2 separate regions of the Mus musculus genome follow, and region 1 is linked to region 2. The links are chromatin contacts, called in public HiCAR-type maps. All regions are on one chromosome and are shown on one strand. The core of a region is the stretch at or near the end of the contact, and the rest is flanking DNA. Distances in the headings are between cores, read along the strand shown.

Region 1 (5,035 bases), core at 2,469-4,968, 310 kb after region 2:
GGCTAACAACCTTACTGCTGTAGAATGCAGCCCACTGAAACATGCCTCAATGTTTTCACCTGCCATCATCTAGGACATAGTCACCCTTCCCTCCCAGGACCATGCTGTCTGGAAACTCGAGAACTAGAGTTTTCACAAGAACCATGACAAGGGTTTGAAAAAACAGATAAAGTTCTTGATGGCAAAAATAAATAAATACCACAAAAAAACACAAAACTTTTTAAATGTAGTTAAAACCAATTTGATCTGAAGATTTAGAAATTGTATTGCTAAGGCTCAAACCTGGTGGTCCTTTAACTGTCTGTACTTAAACCCTGAGCAACTGTGTAAGACTAATAGAAACCAGCAGATGCCTGCCCCAGCTTCCTTTGCCAATAGCACATTCTCTTTCTTGTGTGTTTCTTACTTGTTTATCCACTTGCCCCATGAGGAAAGAAACAGAAAGAAGACACTCAAGAAAACCCAAGTCTATAAGTAAAAAGTCATATCTCTACATATGAATGAGAAAGGGGAAGAAAGACTTGTGCCCAGTCACCCCAATGTTTCTAAATATGCAAGAGTTTGGCATTATGTGGGGATGGGCTCTGTGACTGGTGCTTAGAGGATAGAGTCCCCTTTAATTTGACAGCCATATCCTACGGGAAACACTAAATCTACAGCTAAATAAGAATCAAAACAACTATTCCAAAGTGATGAAATTTGGGGATTGAATCGAACCGTTTGATGCTACTGAAAACACATCAATTTTGGCGAATTCCATGGGAAGTGGTGCAGAGCCTTCCTGTCCGGCCGGCCACTGGTCACTGTGGTTACCTGGGTGGCACACTTTCAGAGCCACGCTCTCTGCTTTCCTCCTCCTTCAGACTCAGCTCATCGCTAACACTCAAGGGGCTTCCGCTGGACCACGGGTGCCACATGATAGGAAGGGCAGCCATTGTTCAGAACAGGAAAGTGCATGGCAGCGAGAAACAACAGGGAAGGAGAGAAGAAAGACGAGGGAGTGGTGGAGATAAAAGCCAAGCAGGAACATGTAATTTGAAGAGGAAAGGGCGACCAGAGCACTTGAGAGGTTTAGCCGAACTGAGTGAACTGAAGACAAGGCCAGCAAAATGTCCCCGTTACCCTCGGCTGTGTCCAGGTTATTTATGTCCTTAAGAATCCCAAGATCCAAGAATTTGCACATTTTTTAAGCATCTACTCATTCATCCAGAAATGACTTGTAGACTTTACAGGGCTCTGGGCTTCGTTCTAAGGCATTTTCAAGGTTATAGCACCAACCTGGTGTTAGAAATTCCAAAGGCGTGCCACAGAGATGAAGAGGAGGACTGTGCTGGGCCAGTGCCAGGGAGGGGGGCACTTAGCAGTGGGCAAGTGCAGGGCTAGCAGGGCACTGGGATCTGGCTGGCTTGCCTTTCCCTAGGCTGAGATGGCTCAGGTCTGGCTGGCTCGCCTTTCCCTAGGCCCCCTCTAGGCTGAGATGGCTCAGATATGGCTGGCTCGCCTTTCCCTAGGCTGAGATGGCTCAGGTCTGGCTGGCTCACCTTTCCCTAGGCCCCTCTAGGCTGAGATGGGTGAGAATGAGGAGAATTTTTAAAGCAGTTTTTGAGCTAGGGACATAGCTCGGTTGGTAAGAGGCTTGCCAAGCACACACAAAGCCATCTCCTCATACAACAGGGAGTGGTGGTGAATGCCTGTAAGCCCAGCACTCAGGAGGGGGAAGCAAGAGGATTAAATGTTCAAGGTCATTCTTGGCTACATAGTGAGTTAGAGGGCGGCGTAAGCAATACAAGACCCTGCTTCAAAAAACTAAGTCAATGATCATCACAAATTTGTTTAATTTTCCCCCCATTATCTTTTCAGATGAAGGCGTGCACTGGTCATTCTCTGTCTCCAAATAACACACTACACTGATCTCCTGGCCTTCCTAGCGTTTCTCACACAGTGGGCTCTATCCAAATACAAAACTAATGTGTACAGTGCAGCGGGAGAACTGGTCGGGAGTGAGGACATAAATCAGCAGAGAAGTAGACAGAACCAAGCACACACACCTGAGCACTCAGGGAGGCTGCGTAGGCCAAAGGCTGAAGAGAGAGAGAGGGTGGTAAAAAGAAAAGGCGGTCACACTGGGGAGGCCCAGGGAGAGGGGCAACTTGGAAACTTGGAAACTTCAAGATAGGATTCTGTGGAGTCCTGTGAGCTGGGGAATGTGCGTGGTCAGAAGGCAGAAATTGCGCATCCTTTTTCCTCTGACGCATCCAAATATAAGAAGAGAAATGTGTTGTAAAACTTGTGCAACACTTGAGGAAAAGACTTTGGAGATGGGATACCCTTGGCTTTGAGTTGGATCTTCTAATAATAGTCTCTGTCTGTCTCTCTGTTTTTGTCTTTCTTTGTGTGCCTTTGTCTCTGTCTCTCTGTGTCTCTCTGTCTCTCTCTCTGTGTCTCTCTGTCTCTCTCTCCCTCTCTCTCTCTCTCCTCTTTTCCCTCGTTCCCCCTTCATCCTCAGTGAAAAGGCCCACCAGACAAAGAACTCTAGGTCCCCCAGAAAGCCATCAGCAAAGCACTAAGGCTTTCAGACCAACAACCTACAAGGACCCCTATCCTGCCAAAAGTCATGTAGCTGAAAGCAGACGGAACCCAGACTGAGTCTATATAATGCAGAAACTCCTATCAGTCCTGTAATGATGGCTATGAGACTCTGTAGCAGAGGACTGGGCTAGGCTACAGCACAATCTGGGCTTTAGCAACCCGAGCCCACGTTATGCGTCAACACCTAGCTGACACAGGACAGTTCCTTATGATGAGGAAGGTTCTATCTAGACTCAAGACTTTTGTTTTCCTAGATTGTACAGAGCCCAGACACCAGATCCACAGATCACATTAGTCACGATTGAGTCAGCACTAGGAGGAAAGCATTCTTTGGGGGGAGACTAGGGGCTCTGAGGTAGCCTAACTGTTGCTGAGACTCTTGCGGGAACAAAGGCTGCAGGCAGCGAAAAGGGAACACAAAATGTGTGATTCAGAGAGCTGGCCTCCACATTCTGAGGCTGGAAGGAGTCAGACCCAACTACTACCCAGAGGTTGGCCTTGACACTTGGACTTCTTTCTCTGAACTGAGAGAAAAAAAACAGATGTTTTAGATTTGGGTTTGCCTTTAAGAAAGAAGGAAAAGCATTGGTGTTCACTGAGAGACAAACACAAGCCATTTTCAAAGTCTGGGGAAATGGAACTGCTGGTCAGGGTTAGAAGAGGGAGGAAAGGCTCAGAATCAGTAAACCTTTTAAGGAAGCTTTGGTGAGTCAGAAGTATATATGAAACGATAATAAAGGTCCCCAGAGTCAGAGGACCTGAGGATGGCTCAGGAGTGCTGTCTGGAGGCCGGGGGAGGAGTCTACTCTGCCACTGCCTTAGACCCTCCAAAGGAGAAGGAGACTGTGTCGAAGCTGCCAGAAAATCTTCAGGGGACATGTGAGCTTCTGGCTTGGTGAGAAAGAAGAGAGGCTTGGAGAACCAAGAGGAGTCTATCTCACCAGAACAAGGGTTCTACTATGCTTGGTGAGAAACTCCAGAGGGAAGCAAGTGTGTCCTGGGTGGGGTGAGGCAGACTCAACCATAAGGAAGCCAGAGGCACTTTTCAATGGCAGAGGTAGAGGAGGCTGAGGGCTACGGATGAGCCAGAGGTCAGAGGTTCCTGTTGGCTTGGCGAGAGCACAGTGGTAGCGGGTAAGTTCATTGACTTGACCAGTCTTCAAACTCCAGCTGAGCATGATTCATCAGTAGCTTCAACAACAGCAACTCATTTGAGTACTTAGAGCCAAAAGCCCAAGCCTCCTCCAAGACTGTCTCCAGATGACTGCAGATTTCAGGAAAACACTGGCATGCTGTTTTCCTGTGGCAAACAGTGGCAAACAGAACCCATTAAAGTGCTGGCTAGTTTATGTTAACTTGACACAAGCTAAAGTCATTTGGGAAGAGGGAACATAAGTTGAGTAAACTCCCTCACCAGATTGGCCAATCATTGCGTTTTCTTTTTGTATTTGATGTAGGAGGGCTGTGGGGCTTTGAATCAGTGTGATCCCCATAGGCTCACATGCTTGAATGCTTGGCCTATAGGGAATCAGGAGGTGTGGCCTTCTTAGAGGAATGTGTCACCATGGAGGCAGGCTTTGAAAACTCATATATGCCCAAGCTACACTGAGTGTGACATAGTCTCTCCTCCTGGCAGCCTTTGGATCAAGATATAGAACTGTCAGCTCTGTCTCCAGCACCATGTCTGCCTGCATGCTGCCATGCTTCCCACCATGATGATAATGGACTAAACCTCTGAAACTATAAGCCAGCCCCAATTAAATGTTTTTCTTTATAAGAGTTGCCATGGTTATGATGCGTCCTTGCAGCAATGGATACTCAAACTAAGACAAAGGCTTGGGCCACTGTGAGCAGTGTCACCCCTGGGCAGATGGTCCTGAGGTCTATAAGAAGGCAGGCTGAGCCAGCCGGTAAGCAGCACTCCTCCATGGTCTCTGTTTAAGTACCAGCATCTAGGTTCCAGCCTTGTCTGTGTTTCTGCCCCAAGTTCTCTCAGTGTTGTACTGTATGTACTGTGGAACTGTACATGAGCTAAATCCTTCCCTCCCCAAGTTATCTTCTGTCTTGGGGCTTCAGCAAAATAATACACCACTAAATCTAATGACCTGAGTTTAATCCCCAGAACCCACGTGGTGGAAGGAGAGAACCAAATGACCCCACAAACAATCACAGATAGATAGATAGATAGATAGATAGATAGATAGATAGATAATGCATACATACATACATACACACGTATGTACATAGACAGACAGACAGACATGCAGGCAGACAGGCAGGCAAGCAGATGTAAAAAAGTAAATACACTTCTACATTTATTCTTTAAAATTTTTCCATCAAGCACTTTACCACATGGCTAATTAGCATAGAGGGAAGAAACTTGGACCAATCTTCAGGGAGCTGGGTCTTGCTTCCAGCTCCATCCTGACAAGCTATGTGACCTTAA
Region 2 (5,273 bases), core at 1,423-3,922:
GGTGTAACTGGGGGAAATTGGCAGGATGGGAAAAGTGTATTCTTACAGTCCACAGCCTCCTGATTCCCCTCCCTGTCCTTTCAGGACCCTTCTTAGTCCTCAGGAGCCAATTCAGAAGTCCCCAGATCAGGTCAATATTCCCTGAGCACCCTAGTCTGTTGATCGGCTGAGACTGGCTGAGACTGCTGGCTAATTTAAACAGCCAGTGGTGGTGGCTCCACTCTCCCATCAGCACCCTTCGTCCACCCGAGGCTTCACTCAAATTTGGAAAGTTACAGGCTGACAGGGTTCTGGAGTTTTGCTTCTCTCTCTCTCTCTCTCTCTCTCTCGCTCTCTCTCTCTCTCTCTAATGTTTCATTTCTTTCCTTTTAGGATCTGTGCCCTAGTTGTTCTGGGAAACTTGTGACCTCTCTGTGTTTTTAATTAGAAGATGTCATTTTTCCATGGCAACCTATCTTGATGTCCTAAATAGAGAAACTGTAAAATCAGTTTCCCTACGAAGGGCGAAGTGGTTGGAATAGCACTACCCGAGGAGTGTTGGTGCCCCAGTTGGATGTCGCCAGCTCTAGTGACGATTCTCCAAGTTCAGGAAGACGATGGGGTCTCCTGGAAAATCAGATCTGCACTGGGGACAGTGGGCTCATAGAATCCAGTCCTTCATGATTATGTAGAAGTATCTGCATTTCTGACTGGCATGGGAACCAAATTATGTCAGCTATGGACTCTGGTGTCTCCAGGGCCATTGGCCAATAGGTGATAACATACAGAAGCCACAAAAAACATTGATGGGAAACAGTTGAAACCAGCCCAGACTCCATGGTGACAGGATTTGTACTGACCCTTTCACCCTAAGGCCCTCCCTCCTGAAGGAATAAATGTCTTCAGGGAATGATGGCGGAAACAGAGAAAGATGCCCCACCCTTAGTTAAATGATTTGGCAGAAAGTGATTGACTTAAGAAAGAATGCCCTGAGTTTTGTAATTCTGGTTTTTCTTCCTTTTTTTTTTTCAGCATCATTTCCATTCAGTAAGGCAGGCGTGCTGATAAAGGAAAGTCATTCTGACCACAGGGACCATGTTGATACATTTTAAATTATATGGTAACATGACATGCTGGGTCCTTCCTCTGCTCCTGAACATGAGAAACTGTGGGGCTCCTGCAGGGGACACATTGTTGCAAACCCATGAGACCTTAGGTACCCTTTCGAAATGACAGTTAACAATTGTTCACTGCTTGTCATTTCAGATGCTTAGCGTGTTCTGGTTAAAAGCTCAATGTAGTACCAGCCAGAGCTTGCTCCCCCGCCTTCTGTGGGCCAAGGACCATGCTTCCATGCCTTCTTTTCTTATTCACTTGTGTCGCCCTGACTTGCAGATTCAGGGACTGGAGCTTAGAAAGGTGAGGTTAATTCCCAGGCAGAGTGTGGGCTTCAGAGTCCATCTGCTCGTGCAAGCTTCCTCCTCCCTCTCCGCCTTGGATTCAGGACACTGGATTTCCTACACTGTGTGTATTCCCTTCTTGGGTCCTTCAAGACTGTGTATTTCACCTAAAGAACACTTCCGTAGGACACTGCTTGCCTGTTTTTTCCTCACCATGCAGGTCTCTGGTTTTGGTGCTCCTGGGAACGCTCCCTCTGCCCTCTGCATTCCATCCCATGCCGCTCTTCCATTCCTTCAAATTGCTTTTCACTCCCAGAAGTTTCCCTGTTTCTTTACTCTTTGCCTGACTAGGATATCAACTCCATGCTATGCAGGACTTCATCTCCTTCACTCCATGCCCCTACTACAAAGAATAATGCCTGACTCAGAGTAAGCACTTAGCTAATCCTTGCTGAATGAGTTGAAGTATAAACGCACTGAGTTTTGTTGTGAGCATCCGTGGTACTGATAATGCTGCAACAGCCACCTTAGTACCACTGGTAACAGCTGGTGCTTCATTATAAGTCTACATTGACTTAATGCTTCTTAGCAGACAAACATTATTTCTTTTGCCCCGTGCTTTATAGAGAAGGTATGTGGTATTGGTGTCATCAAGAGGCTGAGAATCATATAAGAATGCATTTATATTATCTCAAAATGCCAAGTGTGACATTTTGTTATTGAAAGAAAAGGTAGACAGTTGATACTCCAAAGTCCCTAAGTCTCCTGATGCCTCTGTTCCCTTCTCACTTAAAAAGAATGTTGAAGCATCACAAGAAGTGCCAATGTAAGAGGACTAGACTCTTGAAATCAGTTTTACCTAGTATAGATGCTACTAGGGTCAGAGGCCAGTCCCTGCTTTACAAATCCCTGTGTTTGAATTCTAACTTTGTCCTCACCACTTTCATGAGTATGGCCAATCTCCTGGCCCACTAGAGCTCTGGCATCCATACCTATGAAGTGGGAGGCACCACTTTCGCTTGCCTTCTTTCTCTGCAGAAGGTGCTCTGGGAAGCAGTGAGGTGGGGCTTGGAAAAGCAGCTGACCTGCCTGGCTAACTTGTACTTAGTGCACAGCACAAGGAAGAGGTTTTTTCCTTCTCCATTGCTCAGCTGAAAACCATCCAGCACTTGTCTTCTCGAAGGATGTGTGATGCCTGAGTGTTTAAACTCCATGTCTTCAAACCGAGCCGAAAGTTTCACAGGTCACCCGTGGCCAGATGGCTCAGTCTTTGACCTCATTAGAGAAAGGATATCTGGAAGGCAGGGAAAGCAAAACAAAACACAAAGCAGACAGACCAGAAAAAAGGTCTCAAGGAAGAAAATAGAAAGTTCTTTGACAAGGGGAAAAAATAGTGTGTGGGAAGAGAGGATCTTGCCAGAAGCACAAGGCAGGAAGAGCCTTGGCGGAGGCTGTACTGGGTGCCAGTAAAGAAGCCACGGGGAGCACGGCGTTTCCTTCGAGTCTTCTGAAAGATGTTATGTCTGGGAGGCAAGTTCCTTCCCTACATCCCAGTAACACAAACCTACAGGGAACTTGTCCTCAGGTGGACACATAGGGTCAGTGGGGCAGCATCCAGTGTCACCTAATGGGTAAACCTTACTCTTCTGAAGCTCAAAGCTCCAAAATGCTGTCACAGTGTGATTGTCCAGCAATGGCTTCTGTTCTCAAAGTCATTGTTTGCACGTCTGCCCCTGATATGCCTTGCCCACTCAGCCCGGAGCACACATCACCTTAGTACCTGGTGGGTGACTCACGATTGTACATCAGGCAACTGCAGCTCCATGGATCAATCTTCTAAGGATGTTCACAATTACAAGAGACATGTATTGGCTAACAGGATGAAATCCACTAATCAAATTGTATGACAGTCCTCGGAGTAAAAGATTTGTTAAACAAACAAACAAACAAACAAACAAACTAACTAACTAAGAAACTAACCAACCAACTAACCAACCAAACAAAAGAGCCTGCCATATGTGAGGCACTAGGCCTGTGCATTCGTCAGGATTCTCTAGAGGAGCAGAAGCAATAGGGAAAATATGTATGCACACATGTGCACGATTATAAATGGGGGTTATTGATTAGTTTGCGTGATTAGAGGATGGATAGTTCAACAATGACCACCTGCCCCCTTCAAAGGCTAAGAACCAGGTAGTTGCTTAGTCCAAGACACTGATGCATCAGAGCAAGCAGAGATGCTTCCCGACCGAAAGGCATTCCCCTGAGAGCTGCTGGCGTGAGTCTGTGGAAGAGACTGGTGCCAGTTGGGTGATGAATGTGGCAGTGGACACACACTCTCAGGGAGAGGGCAGCTTATGTATCTGTCTGGCTCCCTCCTTCAGCTTCTCTTCCATGTGAGGCCATAGCCTACTGGTTAGGGCCACCCAAATTCATGGAGGTTCTTGCCCTGTTCGCTACTGTCCCACATCTCACTCTTCTCTGAAAACACTCCAATAGACATGCTCAGGGGTGGGCTTTACAGGGCTTGGGAGTCTCTGAATCCTGTGAAGTTGACTGTCAAGATGAACCATGACAACTTCCAAGGATGAGATGGTCTTGGTCTTCAGGCAGGATACAGGGGAGTAGGGGAAAGGCAAGAGACTGAACCAGCCTAAAACCTGCCCGCTAATGGAGACTAGCACACTTCAAGGAAGAAACAGAAATAAGGAAGGCTCTCAGTCAGGACTGGAGAACAGGTAAGAGAGCAAGGTTAGAAACATCAAAAGAATGGAAAACAGTCTGGGCAGAGGGAATAGAGAGGCACTCTCTCTGTGTCTGTCTCTCTGTCTCTCTCTCTCTCTGTGTGAGAGAGAGAGAGACAGAGACAGAGAGACAGAGGGGGGTGGTGGTGGCTGGATGGTGGAAAAAAGGCCTGAGTTACACCATGAAGGGTTTTAGATTTCCAGTGAGTTTCCTCTGTGACCAGTGTATGGATATTCTGAGTAGAAGCAATGGAGTACAGGCTGAGAGCCAGACTGGAGAGAACTGTGACAGGGAATATAGAGTAAGAGCGGGAAAATGAGCCAGAGTAAGGCATAGTTCGAAAATTAAAATCAATATTACTTGGTGATTACATGGTATGAAATAGAAAAAGGCCCAGGCTGAGCTGGTGTTGTGGGAAGCAATGAGCAGTCAGGGAAGCAATTGTGGCAGATGTTTATTCTTGTCTGTGTAACAGTTGTTGGGATCTGTATGCCTATGTCTCCCCACATGCATATGTAAGGTTCTAACCTCTAAAATGATGGTTTTAAGGGCCAGGACTCTTGGAAAGCAATTAGGTCAGTAGAGCAGAGACTTCAGTAAAGGGGCTAATTGCCTTGTAGAATTGATTCTAGAGAGCTAGCTTCCCCTGCCTGTTGTGTAAGGACAGAGAGTAGATGCCTGTTAATAAGGGAAGCAGACCTCCTCTCCAGACACATCATCTGTAGCTCTTGCATGTTGGCTTTCCCATCTCCAGAGTTTCAAGGATAAATTCTACTGTTTATAAGCCACCCAACTTGTATTATTCTGTTACAGGTAAAAGCCACTCCCCATGTGCCTTGTGCCTCCTACTGGGACCTCAGTCTACTCCAGCACAGATTAAGATCCCATATGAGGAGAATGAAGAGTCCCCTGAGTGGATTGTGATTTGTTTAACCTCCTTTGGATGGATTTTGATTGGCCATTTCTCTTATCCATCCTACATAGTCAAGTTGTAGGATGGTGAACTTAATGAGACAGAATGAAAGACTTCCCCTTGGTAAGTAAAGAGACACTCTAGCTTGAGAAACAGGTTTCTCATTTCCCTTTCTTCCTTCCTGGAAGGTGGGCATACCAGCACACCTAACATCTCCCATGGAAGTAGCCACCTCA

The links. HiCAR-type assays count read pairs that join an accessible place to other places.
Region 1: a HiCAR-type map of fibro-adipogenic progenitors shows a contact between it and region 2, with 4 times the contacts expected there. The contact joins two enhancer-like sites. A contact is called at or near these places in 1 of 15 datasets of contacts at CTCF or cohesin (the NIH/3T3 cell line), 3 of 484 Hi-C or Micro-C datasets (3T3-L1-derived adipocytes, adipose-derived mesenchymal stem cells and nephron progenitors) and 6 of 115 datasets of contacts at active chromatin or transcription factors (epiblast stem cells, extraembryonic endoderm stem cells, fibro-adipogenic progenitors and 3 more).

The regions. Positions count from the first base shown.
Region 1 is chr3:102,665,008-102,670,042 of GRCm38.p6, forward strand. No RefSeq gene overlaps it. Among named protein-coding and RNA genes, the nearest start is that of Gm40112, 27 kb to the right of the region's middle. Within about 2 kb of position 3,719, at least 55 of the 459 cell types and tissues checked have an H3K27ac peak or open chromatin away from gene starts, as enhancers often do. A contact at or near this core is called in fibro-adipogenic progenitors and heart atrium, where this site is marked.
Region 2 is chr3:102,358,264-102,363,536 of GRCm38.p6, forward strand. No RefSeq gene overlaps it. Among named protein-coding and RNA genes, the nearest start is that of Gm40110, 12 kb to the right of the region's middle. Within about 2 kb of position 2,673, at least 8 of the 459 cell types and tissues checked have an H3K27ac peak or open chromatin away from gene starts, as enhancers often do. A contact at or near this core is called in fibro-adipogenic progenitors and heart atrium, where this site is marked.